3 separate regions of the Zea mays genome follow, and regions 1 and 2 are each linked to region 3. The links are chromatin contacts, called in public Hi-C maps. All regions are on one chromosome and are shown on one strand. The core of a region is the stretch at or near the end of the contact, and the rest is flanking DNA. Distances in the headings are between cores, read along the strand shown. Region 1 holds the start of LOC103647342 (ABC transporter B family member 21). Region 2 holds the start of LOC100275495. Region 3 holds the start of LOC103647333.

Region 1 (3,095 bases), core at 288-2,787, 230 kb after region 3:
AAAAACTTGTCAATAGCTCCTCTACGTGAGTCTATGAGATCATCCACACGTTTTCTTTTTTCTTTTTTCGCTTCCAGATGGATATCTTCTCGATGACATGATTACACAAAACACTAAAAATAAAAAAGATATATATCACAAATTGAATGATAATATAAGAGTAATCATTCCTGTCCTAAATAGTACGGTTATTATTAATCTCTTACCTTAAATTAGTCTAATTAGATTAGACCAACAATATGCAATAGCATTCATCAATCAATTGTTCATCACTGTCTCACTGGCTCTGGTTAGAAATAAAAGCAAATTAAACTAGTGAAAAAACAAAGAAAGTTGCAATGTACAAGAAATACCTATTAAGCAAGCAGCAATCTACCTTCGTGCTTCCTATCACTGCCTCACTGGTCCACTGGCTGCTGGCATTCAATTCAAAATCAAGCACGGAAGCAGCCAAGCAGAAGCAGGCACCGCTGGAAACACAAGTACAGAACCACAGTCCATAGGAGGAGGCGACTGGCGGCGTGACGGGCTGACGGCGTCCACGCGCAGACCGGCAAACGACAGACGCCAGGCGCCGAGCCTCCGGCAAGAGCAGAAGGCTAGCAACCGTCCAAGAGACCATGAGGCAGGAGCGATCGCCGATCGGCGATCGCGGGGGCGGACACCAGGCAGGACCGCAGGAGGCAGGCGGAGGTGGGGCCCATGTATTTTGAGGGAGAACAGGGATTTACCTACGCTAGGCAGTCATCCAGTGGAGTAGGAGCGTAGGACCTCTGTATTTTGAGGGAGGTGGGGCCATGTCTGCCTCCATCTAATAAAATAGGGAAATTTGGATCCATACCATTAAAAGATCACCACTTTTGATCCATACCATTACTATCTCACTTACATGTGGGTCCACATGAGTCAATGACATGTGGGGTCCATGGTATATATCTAAAGTTTGGATCTTTTAATGGTATAGATCCAATTGTTCCAATAAAATAATGCCTATGTTTTTTTAGAAAAATCAATATTCTAGAACTTTGACCAAAAATTGAGCAACAAAACATATATTTTATTGTCTGCATATTATATAGTTAAATTTGTATTAAAAAAACTTTAATATGATGTTTAATTTGTTTTTTGTTGATGTGATATTTTAAGGTCTTGTTTGGAACCTCTAAAACTAACAGTTAGCTACTAAAAAATTGTTGTTAAATTTCAAACACCATCCACTAATACCGTAGCTAATTGTTAGCTATCTCACAACTAACAATCAGTTCATTAGTTGGCTCAACCCAGCTAACAATTTATTAGCTGTCTAACTATTAGCTCTAGTGGTTATAAACATAGCCTAAAAGAATTAATGGTCAAAGTTTCACTCTAAAAACTTTGTCAAAAAAGATATAAGCTTTATTTTATTTTATTTTATTTTATGGGACGGAGTATTTCTCTCTATATATACGGAAACAGGTTTGGAAATAAATACACCTCTCTCTCTATAAATAAAGCAGTAAGTATCGTGGGAATCGTTTTAAAAAATCCTATAGTATCGCAATCGGTTTTTATTTTGTTACCGTGAACCCATGGCTACCGGGGAGGATGAGAAGGCGGCGGGGCGCGTGGCGTTGCACCGGCTGTTCGTGTTCGCGGACAGGACGGACGCGGCGCTCATGGCCGTGGGCGCCGTCGCCGCGGTGGCGAACGGGATGGTGCAGCCGATCATGGCCTTCATCTTCGGCGACGTCATTGACGCCTTCGGCTCCGGAGCCACCGACGGCGTCGTACGCAGGGTCGTCCAGGTAGCTGTGTGCCCTCTTGCACTTTGCTTTTGGCCCATAAGACACGCTTCGGCCCAAAGCTACTGCCAGGGGTGAAACGATTGGTGATTGCTACGTCAGGGTGATGGTTCTGACCAAAGCCCCATTCTCGTCTCAGGTGATCATGAACTTCGTTTATCTTGCCGTTGGATCAGGAGTAGCTTCAACCCTCCGTAAGTGGATTTGCTCTTCCAACCTAGAGGTATCATGTTGATGACTTTTATGTTCCCTAGAGGTATCATGTTGGACAATCGCCGGAGAAAGACAGGCGGCACGAATCAGAGCCATGTATCTCAAGGCAATTCTGAGGCAGGACATTGCGTTCTTTGACATGGAAATGAGTGCTGGGCAGGCAGTTGAGAGGATGGCAGGGGACACATTCCTCATCCAAGACGCCATTGGAGAAAAGGTACTATATATATATATATGCTTTGAGATTATATATTATGCAAGAGGTGAACTGCAAACAGATAAACTTAATTCCTACGGGTTTAATAATATGGACAATATGTACGACTACTATTCTAGTACCGAGTGAAGATTGCACCCAAAATTATCTCATCAATTTGGGCATCGTTTGATGCTATTTTTTTCCCGAAAACCTTTTCTGTCAAATTCTCTTTAGGTTGGGAAGGCCATACAACTCCTTTCTACTTTCATTGGTGGATTCATCATTGCATTCACGAGAGGATGGCTCCTGGCCCTTGTCATGCTTTCAAGCGTCCCTCCGATTGCCATTGCCGGTGCAATTGTTTCAAAGTTGATGACAGGGCTCTCCACCCGAATGCAAGCAAACTACAGTGATGCTGGAAACGTGGTGGAGCAAACTCTTGGTGCCATTAGGACGGTTTGTGCTATTAGCTAGCAAACACTTCTTCCTTTTTTGTTTTGTCTATTCATTTACTATCATCACCAGTAACTTCCTGATATATATCCTGCTTACCTGGTTTATCTGTCCATGCTTATCTGAAGGTTGTTTCATTCAATGGCGAGAATCAGGCTATAACAAAATATAACATGTTCATAAGAAAGGCGTACCGGTCTTCTCTGCAAGAAGGTGCTGTAAATGCCCTTGGATTCGGTTCTGTGATAGCAATCTTATTTTCAAGTTATGGCTTGGCTGTTTGGTATGGATCTAAGCTGATAGTCGAGCGAGGTTACAATGGTGGCATGGTCATTTCTGTTATCATGTCTGTCATGATCGGAGCAATGTAAGATTTCTGTTATCATTTAAAATTTTCTTAAACGAACAATGACAATGACAATAAGCGAGCTATATATGTTTCTGTGTGG
Region 2 (3,234 bases), core at 64-2,563, 150 kb after region 3:
TTTTTTGGGTCCGGTTTCCACCCAAAAAACTGGGCTCAGTGCAAAGCTAACGACAAAACGAATCAAGCAGTAAATAAGATATAAGGGCTAGTTTGGAAACTTAAATCCTCTTATTCTCCGGGAATCTCGGATGAGATTTAAGTTTCCAAACTAGCCATAAAATTCAATAAAGAGACACTATACCTATATTAACTTTTCAGGAAAGAATCATTAGAAATTTGAACAGATACAACGGAATTTGCAAAAAAAAAAGAGAATACACAAATGCAAACCCATTCAGTTAGGTAACAGAGACTAATTGCACCATGAAGCTCCCATAATTTATATTGGTATATGGTATAAGTACAATTCATGATAATTGATTCACTGTCTTACATAAATTGGAACTTGGAACACACCTGCAGAGGATAAGCTCCGGTATCCATCCCATTTGTTGGAGTTTATTAGAAACGCTGATTGCGTCAGCTCTCCCAGCCTTGCTTAGAGGTCTGTCATGATCTGACATCAGGACACATATTACACGCTGCTTTTCACAAAGAAATGCAGGAGGCCAGCAACCACACAAGAAAAAACACATTTGTGTTTCTAGTAATGGAGCCCCCGTTCAAAGAGTTGGTATACCAATTAGACATAATGCCTATAGTATTTCATCTTGCCCAAATGGCCAATGCACCAGCACAGCACTATACAAGATACCACTACATTCCCCTACTCTAATAAAACGCAGAGCTAGAGGCAACAGCTACAACATTTTAGCAGAAACTAACTAGGGTGCGGCAAACAAGCATCCATTTCTCAGCATCCAATGCTCCTTCCTATCCAGTTTCCAGTGCAGGGTCAATCAAATCGACACACACGGACTCTTGGACACGCGCAGCCAATTTGTCGAAGACGCCGCCGTTTGAGCATACCTCTAGTGGAGCGGCCCCCGGCGGTGCTCTCCCCGTGGCGGAGGAGGATGAGGCGACGGCGCGGCATCGAGGAGGGCGCGCCCAAGACAGCCGGCTCCGTGGCGGCCGCCGGCGCATCGACGGAGACGGAGACAGAGCGGGCGACGGCCGGAGGCGGGCGGAAGGCGGCCGGCGTGCGAGAGGAGGTGAGGAGGCGGAGCGGGGCCGAGGAGGGAGGCGAGGAGCAGCGGGAGAGCAGCGCGGGAACAGGAGGAGCTGGAGCTCTCATCTTCCGGTAGCTATGGCCTATGGGTTGGGTAGATGACATGGGAATATGGGATGCTACGAAAACGGGAGGGAGGAAGAAAGGATAGCTGACGTTGCTCGCCTACTTGTTTCTACAAGCCGCTCGTGTCGTGCGCCCTAGATTATGCTAATTTTCTCGCTTTTGTATTTTCAGCTGAATTTGCTCGTGCACTCTTGCTAGTAGTTCGTACAAAAATCATAGACAAACCATACGGTTAGCTCGAGGAAAACATATCTTTGTATGTAACATAGCCAAATCGAAGGGGTAGTCGGAAACATATTACGTACCTACTAGAAAAATTGCTCGTGCTTTTCGTGAGTATGTGCTCGATATATTTACACAAACCTAAAAAATGTTGCTACAAATATATAGAAAGAATAATATATATAAGTAATATAATTATTTGAATAGATAATTGTTCGTAGTAGTATGGTAGTTCAATATATTTCTATATATTAATATTTTAAGCTTTATAATTTTAAAATCAAAGAACATGAAGCTAATAGGTGGTTGACACCTCATCTCCATGGTTAAGCATGCGACTAGCTAAATTTGAGTGGATGATTTACATTATTAAAAGTGAATGTCTAAATGAATATGGGCCTTTTCATGTTTATAAATAGGCTATTTCGTGCCCTCGTAAAAGGGTCGTGCTCGTGCCTGTCCTAGATCACGACCTCGGTCCAAGCACGACCTGATGCATAATTTTGGGCCGGATAGATCTAAAATTATTTCGGGGCGTGTCATGTTTGGGTCATACTTTTTCGTGCTTTTAGACCAGCCCATCAGACCCGACTCAAATACACACATCTATTGAAGTGTTTTTTCTTTAACCTATATACATGTACATGTTGTGTGAAGTAGTAAACAATATTAGAGCCTGATTAAAGACAACTATTCATATACCCGTGCATTACTATGGTATATATATATACTAATCTATTAAAAACCTATATTAAAACCCTAATGTGGGCACCTGGTGATACCACGGCTTCACCCTCCGCGCTACCTGAAAGGGAAATGTGCCTTTGGGCCATTTCTAAGTATTTTGGTGATTGAGTGCCAACACAAGTGCTTTTGTATTGATCTATGCAATATGGTGGACAAAGTGCAAATCATGTCAAAAGGTATGTTTCTAAACTTAGTACATTGTTTTGAGGATTAATGTATTGTGTCCAAGTGCTGGAAACAGGAAAGATTGAATTGGAAATGAGATGGCTCTGTTCAGCCAAAGTCAGCTCGGTCTGGGTGCACCGGACTGTCCGGTGGTGCACCGGACAGTGTCCGGTGGTACACCGGACAGTGTCCGGTGTGCCAGGCTGGCTCAAGCGAACTTGCTGCTCTCGGGAAGAAATAAATGGCGTATGGCTATAATTCACCGGACTGTCCGGTGTGCACCGGACAGTGTCCGGTGAGCCAACGGTCGCCGGGCCAACGGTCGGCCGCTTAATCCGGGCGCGACGCGTGGCCGAGCCAACGGCTAGAAGGAGGCACCGGACTGTCCGGTGTGCACCGGACAGTGTCCGGTGTGCACCGGACAGTGTCCGGTGTGCCAACGGCTCCAAGACTGCCAACGGTCGGCTTCGCCAAACAAGGAAGGAAATCCGCACCGGACTGTCCGGTGCGCCAGGCGACAGAAGGCAAGAATTGCCTTCCCTGATTGCTCTCAACGGCTCCTAGCTGCCTTGGGGCTATAAAAGGGACCCCTAGGCGCATGGAGGAGTTATCCAAGCATTCTTTGAGCATACTTGATCACTCACACTTCGTTCTTGCGCTCTTGTTCGACATTCATAGTGATTTGAGCTCCGTTCTAGTGAGAAACTCGTGATAGTCTCTTGAGCTCAAGTCTGGGTCTTGTGTGTGCGTATTTGCTATGATCTTTGTGTCTTGTGTGAGTTGCTAATCCCTCCCTTACTCTGTGTTTCTTTGTGAACTTCAAGTGTAAGGGCGAGAGACTCCAAGTTGTGGAGATTCCTCGCAAGCGGGATAAAGGAAAGCAAAGCAAAACACCGTGGTATTCAAGTGGGTCTTTGGACC
Region 3 (2,907 bases), core at 163-2,662:
ATAAAAATAATTTTGTTGGAAATGCGCACCAACAAATTAGTGTACAATATGTCAATATCTGAACTATTGTCCAAAAAATAACAACCCATGTGTATCCAAATTCCAGTTAAGAGAACCAGACAATGAGTTCAAAATAGATTAATTGATAAAGGTTTGACCTTTTATAAATGTGGTGTACACAAATGAAAGTATGAACAGCAACAACTTCACTAACGACTCTTTGGACCTAAAGGTGAGTGGTATTGATAGGTTCATAAAGAAATGTGTGTAACAAGCTATTAAGGATACAGCCTGTATCATTCCACCAGAAAAGCCTTACTTCTAGCTAATTTTAACATAAGGCCATGGTTGGTTCCCAAGAATTGAGAGGAGCTGGAAAGTAATCTAATAATGAAATGGGAAGCACTTTCTACATATTGGTTTCAACTCATAGGATCCAAACAGGCCCTAAGAGATACTTTGTTACATTATCCACGTAAATTTAGTCACGCTGCATGTTATCGATATGCTAGTAAACTTTAATTGGCATGTCCGAACATCATTAGGATTGGAGTGATTACATGATATTACAACCTGCAGTCTAATCAGGTCCCTTTCATAGTTTCATTTCACATTTTCATTATGGGCCTATGGTCACTAAGACAACAACTACAGCAAACAGTACAGACACATGACGCACATTGTGAAAGCTTAGTTGGTGAAATGAGGATTCAAGCACAGAAGAAAGCTCAATTCATGTCACTTCAACACAGAAACAAACACTATGAGGTAATAAGGTCCATCATTTAACATTGCTGAAGCTCAAACTGAAGCTGCAAAATACCTCGCCCTCTGTCGTCTTGTTCGCCCCAGACGCGGGGAGCTCAGTTCCTGAGTGCCGCAGCAGCACCCCAGCCCTCGCAGAAGAAAGCGGCGCGACCCCTGGCTCCTCATCCTCGAACTCCCGCACAGACTTGAGGATGGGGAGCTTCTTATGGATGTCGAGCGGCCGCGGCCTGAACGAGAGCCTACTCATAGTTCACACCGCCCCCACAGCCGCTGCAACCTCATCTCATCTCCGCCCACCACCTCCTCGCCCAACCACCCGCCCGCACCGGCTCGCCCAAAGGCAGTGAACGAACGAGCAGCTCCGGCCCGGGAGAAACCCTAGGTCCGCGAGGGCCGAGTGGGAGGGCCGGGCGCGCGGGGGCGCGGAAGTCGCGAGGTATGACGCGGAGCAGTGTGGGGACGCAGTGGGGAGGAGGCTGGGGAGCTAGGATTAGGGTTTTGAACGGGTAATCGGACTTAGGGTTTGAAAGGAAACGGAAGCGAGGGAAGAAGGACGCGAGGAGGAAGAAAGAGGAAGAGCGTCGAGGGCCGGGAGAGGGAGACAGGTCGGGCCCGAAGCGGCGGTTGAGTAACTGTACGTGTACGTATCCGTACGGGCATACACGTAGTTGCATTTGTATTCGTAGTAGTATGTTTAAAATAAATTCTGAAATAACTTGACCCGCAAAAGTTGCAAAAGTTTACCAATTTAAACATTTGTATTTTTTGCTGCATCTGTATCTGTACTGTAGTTTAGGTTTCCACCGCCGTACGCCACGCATGAAACGCATAGATTTAGGGTGCCTCCTAAATTGAATTATGGTGAAATAGTAGAGGAGTGAATTGTCACTTTGTCATCATAAATAAATTAAAATAAGCTATTAATCCCAAAAGTGATATTTACCTTTCTACCATTCCATCGTAATTTAATTTAAATAATAATTTATAAGATAAACAAACAGGACCTTATTATCTTTCATGCATCTCGTTTAACAAACAGAGTGCAATAATAATACGGCAACTACAACCTTATCTCGCCAATAGGAGCGTATATACGTGTATGCGTGTATGTATATAAGAAATAAAAAAAGTATTTTAAAAATGTTTAACATTGATGTTGTACTAACGGTCTTTGGATTGTGCTTCCTTTGTATTTAGATCTATAGCCTTAAGATCTACTAGGTAGATGCCCGTGCGTTGCAACGGTATACAAAATATTCAACAAATTGTTAGTACACAAAAAATAACACCACATATTTTAGTTGCACCAAAAAATGATACATTCCCCGCTTGTAAGATTAGGGCCGCATTTTCTTCCTACTTTGCACCTCAGCGAACAACAAAAATCAAAGAACCATACAGTTCATAGACGCACTTGCACACTTGAAGAGCACTACACATCTCGTTATCCTCCCATACACCTAAGCAGCATGAGCTTGATTCCTGGGCATCCATTCCTTGTTATTGTTCACATTAATGAGGGTCTAAGAGTGGGGATGGGTTACAACAACATACAAAATATTAATATATAATGGTTACATAGGTGAAAACGTGTAAGCAGATATTTTACTCCGTTAGATCTAAATCCAACAGCATCTATATTTGCAGTTATTTATAAAAAATATATATTCAAAAAAAACATGCGAAGACATAGTGTGCGGTTCTGCTTCCCCATGAGGCCCTTGAGGAAGGGGTACAAGTGGACAATCACCTAGAACGCAAAGAAGAGCTTCCCGAAAAGAGGTCCCCATGACTGGTAACCGCTATTGATTGCGTAGGAAATGCCAGCGACCACGCCGACCAGGTTGATGATCAAAATAGTGGTTGGTGGGATCAGAAGCGTTGTCCACTTGAACATGTAGAGCTCGGCAAAATCACCTTCTTCATCAGTGGCAAATAAATGTGCAGAAAATACCACCAATGACCCAGAACTGCTCGTTCCTCCACCATTCATCAATGCCAACACCACTCCACCTCATCTCAAGGATACCAGTGGCAAAGATTGAGATAAAGAGCGATATAAACCAAACACTCTCTAGGTTACTAATCTGCATTCGAGAAAATAAGAGCAGTCAGAATCAATTCTTTGCAAATCTTCCT

What was found. A called contact is a pair of places that touch in the nucleus more often than the background predicts.
Region 1: a contact with region 3 is called in a Hi-C map of leaf, with 8 times the contacts expected there. The contact joins the promoter of LOC103647342 here to the promoter of LOC103647333 in region 3. A contact is called at or near these places in 3 of 25 Hi-C or Micro-C datasets (ear, leaf and tassel).
Region 2: a contact with region 3 is called in a Hi-C map of leaf, with 6 times the contacts expected there. The contact joins the promoter of LOC100275495 here to the promoter of LOC103647333 in region 3. A contact is called at or near these places in 3 of 25 Hi-C or Micro-C datasets (ear, leaf and tassel).

Annotation. Positions count from the first base shown.
Region 1 is chr2:176,970,969-176,974,063 of Zm-B73-REFERENCE-NAM-5.0, forward strand. It overlaps LOC103647342 (ABC transporter B family member 21), which reads left to right and starts at 1,538. Exons shown (of 12, transcript XM_008671883.4): 1 at 1,538-1,784; 2 at 1,921-1,975; 3 at 2,036-2,211; 4 at 2,428-2,649; 5 at 2,775-3,013. The coding sequence starts at 1,569.
Region 2 is chr2:176,891,801-176,895,034 of Zm-B73-REFERENCE-NAM-5.0, forward strand. LOC100275495 reads right to left here and starts at 1,314. Exons shown (of 5, transcript XM_035965397.1): 1 at 912-1,314; 2 at 399-498. The coding sequence starts at 1,218.
Region 3 is chr2:176,741,777-176,744,683 of Zm-B73-REFERENCE-NAM-5.0, forward strand. LOC103647333 reads right to left here and starts at 1,413. Exons shown (of 11, transcript XM_020548471.2): 1 at 824-1,413. The coding sequence starts at 1,015. It also overlaps the pseudogene LOC103649104.